Linked DNA regions of Mus musculus: region 1 is linked to region 2. A link is a contact called in public Hi-C data. All regions are on one chromosome and are shown on one strand. The core of a region is the stretch at or near the end of the contact, and the rest is flanking DNA. Distances in the headings are between cores, read along the strand shown.

Region 1 (4,569 bases), core at 499-2,998, 130 kb before region 2:
TTCCCGCAGCTCCGGGGTGATATCTGGCCTTTTTGCTGCAATGGAGAAGGGATCCAGGATTGTGCTGGCTAAGGGTCCAGCAGATGGGAAGCCAGGTAGGGATGTGGGATGTGGGTGGACGATCAAGAGTAAGGCCAGTGGAGCTGGGGACCAGGTCTGGGAGGACCCTACCATTGAGGGACAGTCCCCGTTTCTTCTCATCCTTCAAGTCAAAGGCAAGCATGAAGGCCCCATGCATCTTCAAGACTATCAGGTCTGCAAAGATTTTTACTCCTCCTACTGCAGGATGAAGGGCTTTGTGAGTCACTAGAATGATGCTGTGGTCCCCATCCCCAAGGGAAGGAAGCACATAGCTATGGACAAGTGCCTGAGGCTCCCTGTGGCTGCCATGTGCTCAGCCTCTGTTGGATGCAGCCTCACTTCTCATTCTTCATAAGTATGGAATGGCTGGGGCCTTGGAAAGGGCCCTTGGTGGTGTGGCATAGTTAACACTTCCCCTTAAACATTAAAACATTGGCTTAGGGACAATTAAAACCTAAGAGTATCTAATCTGGCCCACCAGTATTCAGTTGCCCTCCCCCCATGCTGTCCCTGGTGACCTGGGGATTTGGCTGAAGTCACTGGTTTCCCAAACCATGGGTTTCCCCTCTGAGCTCACAAAAGATCATAAGAATGGTCAAAGCAAGTCTGTCCTGGCAGCTGGACTCCAGTTTGAAATCTACGTCCACTTACAAGCCTCAGAGAGTGACTTCACAGACCTAACTCCCCTGTTCTGCTGCCCCCTTGTACCCTTGCAATACGCTCCCAGAAAGCCGTGAGTTCCAACCCTTACCATACTTGGAGAGGGTCCCATTCTCTCTCTGGATTCCTAGATGAGTGGAGTTATAGACACAGTGGTCATCTCTAGAAAGCAAAGAGACAGAGGACAACTGATGGAGAGGTGATCTGACTAAACTGGGGTGGGGAGTGGGCAAGAGGCAGGTAAACAAGAAAGCTGTCCCCATTCCAGAAGGTGGGTGGGGAGGCCAGGCAGATCCAGTTTGCTCAGGTCTCTAGGCATCTGGGAGTGGAGGCCAGGGCCAGGGTGGGCTGGCTGTTACAAGAACTCACATGGTGTGATACTCTCGAAGCTCCATCGTGTCATTTATCAAGTTGGGGGTAAGGTTAAAAAATACCATCTGCGTCTTTTGAATTTCCTGCCGGTAATCAGGGTTTAGGACAGCCGCACCAATGAAAAACCATTTGTCAGAGAGCTGGGGAGAAGCAGGCACACAGATGAGTAGGGCTTGTAGTATGAACATTGCACTCAGCCGTGCTGTGGGGCAAGCAAGCAATGGCTTCTGAACCATACATGGGAAGACTGAAGCTCAAATGGGCAACTCAAAAATCAGCCATCCTACTGCTCTGTCCCCTGCTGAGAGACCTCAGAGTGATGCTTCTGGGTTTGGAGGCAGGGGGTGCCACCAGGTCTCCAGGAGAGGAAAGGGCAGTACCAGGAGCCCAGAGATGAGCACAGACATCAGGGAAGGGAAAGCCCAGAGGAAAGAGTAGCCTCCTTAAGTGCTCACGTCCAAGTCCTGGGCAGGCACTTACCCAGCTCAGGGTCTCATTGGTGATAGGGTCGCCTATGGTGATGTTGACATGTTCTGGGTTCTGAGCTTCCAACAGCGGCAGGAGGCTCACCATGACAAGAATCATGTGCAGTGCCATGCTTAGGACACTCAGAGGCACCAGGGCTTGGAAGAGATAACTGGTGGATGGAGGGTACAGTGGCTTTTATAATAGATGTGGCGAGGGCATGGGACTGCAGCCAGGGCCTCTAGAGCCCTGGCACATTCTCCCCAGCACTTGGGAAATGTCTTGCGCAAAATGTTCTCTCAAGCCAGCTTTGTGCAGCTCCCTCGGCCAGCCGGCCCTGACACAGACTCCTGCCCTACACCAGAGTGGCTGATTCATGGTCAAGGTGGATACTGGGCTAGCCTGATAATACTTAGATCCCAGTCATGGGTCCCATACCTGTCTTATCCCATGAAGCTGCCTAGCAGGAGTGAGACCTATTCGTTTATCACCCCTCCAAGGGGGCTATGAAGGGGTCCCTGGTCAGGGTTCATAGTGAACTTAGAAGACACTTAGGGGCTCAAGTTAAGGGCCAAGGACAAAGATGGATTAGTTTCCAAAGGAGTGTGATGTTCCTGGGGACCCCTATACAGCCTAGAGGCAGCCGAATGCCCAAAAAAGAGGGGTGAATCTGAGTTGAAAATGTAGTTCAGCAAAGCTCCCAGTATTTACAGCAGGAAAGGATCTGTCTAGAATAGTGTGTGCCCAATCCAGGGTCTGTGCACAGGATCCAGTAAATATCTGGTTCTAGTTCCTGCTTGATAGATATAGCCTGATCTTTGTCTACATAATGAACACTCTCGAAACGTATTGCTAGGGACAGGCCTGGTGACTCTTGCTGAGGCACGGAGTCATTGCTAGGAGTTTGAGATCACAGTGAGCTCTTTCAAAACATCAAAAGCACCAAACATATTAGAACACACTCACAGTTGAGTAATCTACTATTTCTCATGTTTCTGTGTAGTCAGGGTTTTTGTTTTAATGATAAGTAACTTGTCATTCACTTACTGTGTTCTAATTTCATGAGAACCTTCTTTTATCCTGTGGCATTTTGTATTTTATGTTTCCCCTCTTGATAAGTATTAGAGCAACATATTGCCTTTAAAAATTAGTCTACCAACAGAAAAGAAAACAAAACAAGACATGAATCACCTCCAGTATCATGTGTATAAATGTTTCTAATGGCATTATTCAAAGTAGCCACAAACCCCAAGCTCTTAAGTGCCTACCACCAGGAAAATGAGAAATGGGTTGTGACATTTCATGCAAGCATGGTGTTGCTTAGCAACAGAGAGAAATGAACGACTGATAGATTTGACCATACAAATGCAGCTCGACAACATTATTGCCAGCAGATCGCCCAGAGGTGGGGTTGTATGAGCCTGTTTACAGGGCGTTCTAGAGGCTCCAGACTAATTGTAATGATATTAATCAAGTTAGTGACAGTGATCACCTAGGGCAAAAGGAAGGGGCCACAGATGGTCCTGAGAGCCCCCTGCCGTGGAGTGGGCTGTACAGGGCCTAGGAGAACTTGCTGAGCTGGAGCCCCAAAACATATGTGTTTTGTTGTATCTATACAGTCTTAAGAAAGTTTATCTCTTCCCAGAGGAGAAAAAGCATAACCATGAGGAGCCCAAAAGCACCAATGATATGTTCTGTCCCAAGTTAGCAGTGCGCCAGATATCATAATCTCTCTGTTTGTGCCTCTTTGTCTCTGCTATGTCTCTTACACACAGGCGCACACGTACACGTGCACATAAACACATTTGCACACACTGGCAGATATAAATATCTATTTTTGTTATAAAAGCAAATGATGGAAAATAATGAACTTAAGAAACTGATTAGATATCCCCAAAGCTACCTGTGGCTGTGCTGTGTATCCAGAGCCTGGGGTTTCTAAGGCGAGGGTGCAGGCAGGGAAGTGGACACCCAGCTAAGGTCTCCCCCAGGGTACTTGCTGCATATCATTCCAGAGTCTGCCTAGGCTTCTGCTCACATCTGTCTCCCCTGCTTCTCCTGTCCTTTGCCTGCAGAGGCCAGATGAGCAAGGCCTGTCATGAATTCCCAGGCCAGAAACAGTGGGGGACACTCAGCAGGAAGTGTGTGACAAAGCCACAGGCCAGAGTCTCTTTCCAGAGACTTCCATAGCACACTATGCCTGTGGCCAGCTTGACTCTGGGCATGCGTGTGGCCATGACTGTGATTCACTCTGCCCCAGTGCATTGACAGACAGAGCAGGGTGCTACATCAGGTGCCTTTCCTGGTGAGGAAGGACACAGTCTACCATGGCACACTGCATCCAGTCAGGACAGCCATAAGCTTAGCAGGCAGAGATGATCTGTGGATGCTCAGCTTGTTTTCTGCTTTTGGTTAAGTGAGGCATCCCAGCCCGAGGAATGTCACTGCCTACAGTCAGGGTGGCGGCTCTCTGGAAATGTCCTCACAGACACACACGGAATACATCCCCTAGGGGACTGCCAATCCAGTCAAGTGTAAAGATGATCTCAGACTCTGTCTTTGCCACAGGGTGGACTGTGCCTCAGGAACTCCGGTCACAATTGTGCAATCGATGTCAGCTGGCCTCTAGGCAAGCAGTGTCATCTCACAGTGTCCCCCATGGGACACTGAGGAATCTTCATGGAGACTTCCAGGCCCTTTAGCCAAGGCCTAAGTATACCAAGACACCTAGCCTTAGCCTTTTAAAGCTTGATCGTGTTAGCATCTACATGAACCCTCCTGTCTCCCAAGTCACCTGTCTTTCAGTGGTTAGAGTGGCACTTCTGAAGTGAAGGCACCTGTGCCAGGAACTGGACACCTGCGTTCCCCACACCTTCTCACTGCTGCTTGGGTCTCCTGCCTCATCTTCCCCATCCATGCCCTAAAGTGTTTGGGGATTCTAGCAAGAGCATCGGGTTCTGTCAGTTCCTTCTACCCTGATTCAGATGCCCC
Region 2 (4,303 bases), core at 1,222-3,721:
GGTTCTGCAGCCAAGAGAAAAGGCAAATCAGATGGAAGGTTCCAGAATTCTGGGCTCAGGGAGACACAGCCAGGTCTGGAAAGAAACAGGGCCTGAGTTAATTACATAACTAAAACCAACTGCTGGGCTTAGAGCTAAAAATATGTAGCAGGCAGTTTCCTCCTCTGGTGCTTGCCTGGCCCTTGTCATGAGGAAAGCTCAACCAGTCTGAGCTAGGATATGAGTGCCATTGGTCCCAGCCAGGAAGAGATAGACTTCCCTCTCAGAGGACCCTAGGCTCCCAGCATTTGGGAAGATCTTGGGCTGCAGTCCTGATATTGCTAGTCACGCCTTATCCCTGAATAAGGATGCCCACTCTACCCTGTAGAGGCCACAGCTGGGTGGGGCTGCACGGGCAGCATAAAGTGACAGGCAGGTACCATGTATGGAAGTGGCTGACCCTCAGACTTGTGCTTCCAGCAGCTACTGCAATCCAGCTGACCCTGAGCCACACTCTAGCCTGGGAGTTCAGCCCTTCTCTGGGGCCACAGAACTGTTCCTTCAGACACACAAAGCCACTATGGCCAGGCGGAAGTGGGAGGAGGTACCCCAGTGTCCCATCCTCCCACACTGGGGTTTCCAGGTCAAGTATCTGCTTATGCAGATGGACTTCAAGAGTCCCTGCCCTAGGTCACCATGCGCAGTACAAGTCGGAGGGCACAAAGTCATTATTGTCACACACCATGTGACAATGTGACCATGTGACACCATGTCCACCCCAAAAAGACACAATGGAAAATGGGTACAGAAAAGGGCAGGAAAAGGTCTGTGGCTCACAGCAAGCTGGGGCACCATGGGCAGTGGAATGCAAACTAAAGGTCATCCAGAGCCCCCAAAGGACACCCAGCACACCGTAACTTACCCGAGGACCTCGTGCGCCCGGAGATCCAGGTAATCCTGGAAGCCCAGGGGGACCCTTGAAGAGGAAGCAAGAATAGTGTGAGACAATGCCAAGGTACAGCAGAAAAATACAATCATTAGTTAATCAACAATCCTGTCCAAAAATCCCATAGCTATGAAGAGGAATTCCTTGAGTTCTCTGCCTTGGGGGACCCATGCTTATTGGTGTTCTCAGGGTCTTTCACAGTTATTGAGGCCTTGTCTTTTATCACTCAGCTAACTTGTTAGGGTGTCATCTCTTCTAGGAAGCCTTCTTGACCTCTCTCTCTCTCTCTCTCTCTCTCTCTCTCTCTCTCTCTCTCTCTCTCTTCCTTTGGGGAAGTATCTGTTTGGAAGCCTGGCTCCCTTAGCAAATGGCAGTCCCCTCAAAGGCACTAACACAGAAAATGAGTCATCCTACCCCTAGGGCTCTGCCAAATGTCTGATAACACAAAACAGCAGGCAAACTCCAAGCTCAGCCAAGTTCTCTGCAGAGCCAGGGCAGAGAAGGGACTCAGCCAAGGTCACACCAAGCATCCTCGCACCACAGAGGGACATGGAGCACAAAGGGCACATGCAGGGACTTTGAAACAGCTGGGCTTGGGGTCAAATGGCCTTGCTGCCACTCATAGCTGGGTGTGGCCACTGACATCCTGGCCTGTGTAAGGGCAAAGGTCCTTGTAGGATTCCTTAAAGACAAGAGGTAGTATGTTCCTACTGCCTCGTCTGCTCCAGAGCCTGCACTGAAATGCCCATCTGTTCCCGTGGGGTCCAGCATCATCACAACTCCCTAAGAAGTTACAGCAAACCCCCATAACTCCCTCTGCCTCAGTCTTCCAGGCTAATCCCCAGGCTCATCCTTGTTCAACAACATTTAATGTCTCCTCACTTAGTACTGAGAAAGGCCCGGCTGGGAAGTGACTGAGATACACCTGCACGGTCTCATCTCGGCTCCCTTCCCATGAAAGCAGGCAGTGGGCTGCTAACTCTGTTTGCATCCTGATTTTTGCACAGCATGCTGGGACTTCCTCCTGCCCGGGGTCTCAGCTTCTCCCTTTAAAATGCATGTAGTAACTAATGACCCATCTCTTCCACCCCAAAGAAGAAAATGAGATTAGCAAACGTGCATGCAAGAGACTGAGCCTAAACTCCTCAAAGGAAGCCAGGCTTTCTAGGAGTGCGAGGCCTGGGAATTCATTTGTTTCGAATAACCATCCACGAGATTCCAGCTTCCCTGCCCTGCCCGAGTTAGAATCAGTGTTAAAAACTGTGTTCATTCTGGCTGGCAGTGGATCGCGCTCTCACACTGGGCAGCTCGACTCTGCTTGGCTCGGCTTGGCACACTGGCCTGTGAACACTCTGGGACTCTCTTTCCCTGAGATTCATAACCCAGATCCAGACAGTGAGATAGCACCAGTTAGTCACTGGTCACTGGACAGCCCTATGAGAGGAAGAAGGGTCACAGAATGGCCTCAGGCAAGTACCAACCTGCTCTGAGCCTCTGTGTGTCCCCAGCCAAGCTGATAGTACCCTCCACCCAGTCCACATCGATTTGGGACTGGGTCCAGACCGTCCTCCTCTCTAGAGGCACAGGGTACAGCATAGGCTGGAGGTCACACAGGCACAGCACCCTGCCATTCAGAGGTGGCTTTATGCCAGCGGCTTTCGCTCCCTCGCCAAGCCTGGGTTTCCATGGCTGTCCAATGGGGATAATAATAGCTCGTCGCCACGGATAATCTATAAAACGTGCTAATCCTCGTGCCTGGCATGAAGCTGATGCTCAAATAGCATGAGTTGTTATTTCTGCTAGGCAACCCCCCTGGGATTTCCCCATTCAGCAGTATAAGCTACACACCCCTTGCTACTGTTTTGGGGAGAGTAGTGTCTTTTTTTCCAGTAGGCCCTCCTCCTTGGCTCAATTCTCCCAGGCAGGTGACCCACAACTGGAGGAAAATGCACAGCCAGACGAATCCTGAGCCTGAGCCCTTCCAATGGGTTAAAAAAAAACCAGAGACAGATCAGAGATTCAAAGCATCTTGTCTAAGGCCACACAGCTGGCTGAGAGCAGAGGGACAGGGCCACCCTGGACAACTTCTTCACAGTCAGTGCTGGACAGTTGTCTCTGACTAACCATGTGGCCTGTCCTAAATCCCTTCCCTTCTGTGGCCACCTGGAAAAAGAACACACCCGTCCTTGCAGGTGCTGGCATCTTCGAGTTGGGGTTATCAGGTAAGCGAGTAATGAGACCATTCCCATTTGCCAGAAAGCCAAGCCGTGCTGAGGTTACAACTGCAGAAGCCTGGATGTATCCTTCTGACATTTCCAGAATCTGACCTCATCTAACACGTCTACGCAGCACACCCCAGGCCAACTCAGCATCTATAGCTCATCTTGGTAAGGTCAGCCTATGGCCTGGCTCTTGACACAGCAATCCAGCTGAGACATAGCTACCACCTGCAGCCCACCAGCCAGGGACCTGGGTCACAGCTGCCCAGCCCAGCTGCAGCCATGTGCCTGCCAGACTCAGTGTTCACTTTGTTGGCTCGGCCAATGGTGGGTGCTCTGGCCCCTCTGCTCCATCTGAGTGAGGCCTGCCTTTGCACAGTGGAAAACGTGGCTGTTTCTTTCCAGGCCCACAGCCTGAGCGGGGGAGCCCAATGAATCATGAGCTGGGGTGGGATTTTTCCACTCCACACTGGAAACAAGGAGGCCTCTGAGAGAGCTTGCGTGGGGGAGGGGCAGGGGCCGCAGGCCTGTCTCTGTCCAGGGAGTGCAGGAGGCCTGGGCCAGGGTGCATGCACACACACAGAGCCATGGAAACATGAAATAGCCCTGCAGGCTTCCCCTGGTGTCCTGACCTCCTGTAGCCAGTCCATGGGGATCCCACTCTTGAACAAGACCCCCACCCCCTCTTTTTGCCAGATGCAGTGGGGCTCTGCACAAAGTGTCAGACCTGCTGACATCTGCCTCTGTCAATCAGCAGATAGGGAGACATTCTACAGACCTGGGTTCTAGGGGACTGGGTTCAAGAGTATAGGCCTGAGTGCATTGCTCTGGGTTGGGTGGGACCCTATTCTGTGCCTGTCCCTTGATGCGATCATAGATGTCTACAGAGCCCCCAGCCTCTGTGCTGGAATGTAACTTCTTCTTGGGAACCCAGCTACGTGGCCCTAAATGAGTGACCGCACCTCTCCATGTCTCCAGTCTCAGCGTGTCCAGCTGCAAAATGGGAGTGTAATAAGCCACTTTTCTGAGTCCATGTGTACACTCTGGGCAGACTCTTTTGACCCCCCCCCCCCCCCAGAGCTCCTCTGTTCCCTGTGAGCCAACTTTCGAAGCCTGCATCCCTGGTTTCTTCACTCTCCTTCTGGTGGGCCCTGTCAAC

The links. Hi-C and Micro-C count contacts between places; a contact is called where the count stands out from the background.
Region 1: a Hi-C map of liver shows a contact between it and region 2, with 1.8 times the contacts expected there. The contact joins the promoter of Orm2 here to the enhancer-like site in region 2. A contact is called at or near these places in 1 of 39 promoter capture datasets (liver), 2 of 484 Hi-C or Micro-C datasets (both in liver) and 2 of 9 other capture datasets (liver and pancreatic islet).

What each region holds. Positions count from the first base shown.
Region 1 is chr4:63,359,628-63,364,196 of GRCm38.p6, reverse strand. It overlaps Orm2 (orosomucoid 2), which reads right to left and starts at 1,748. Exons shown (of 6, transcript NM_011016.2): 1 at 1,594-1,748; 2 at 1,111-1,253; 3 at 833-903; 4 at 172-279; 5 at 1-35. The coding sequence starts at 1,710.
Region 2 is chr4:63,228,444-63,232,746 of GRCm38.p6, reverse strand. It overlaps Col27a1 (collagen, type XXVII, alpha 1), which reads right to left. Exons shown (of 61, transcript NM_025685.3): 4 at 902-955. Among named protein-coding and RNA genes, the nearest start is that of Col27a1, 15 kb to the right of the region's middle. Within about 2 kb of position 2,471, at least 76 of the 459 cell types and tissues checked have an H3K27ac peak or open chromatin away from gene starts, as enhancers often do. A contact at or near this core is called in liver, where this site is marked.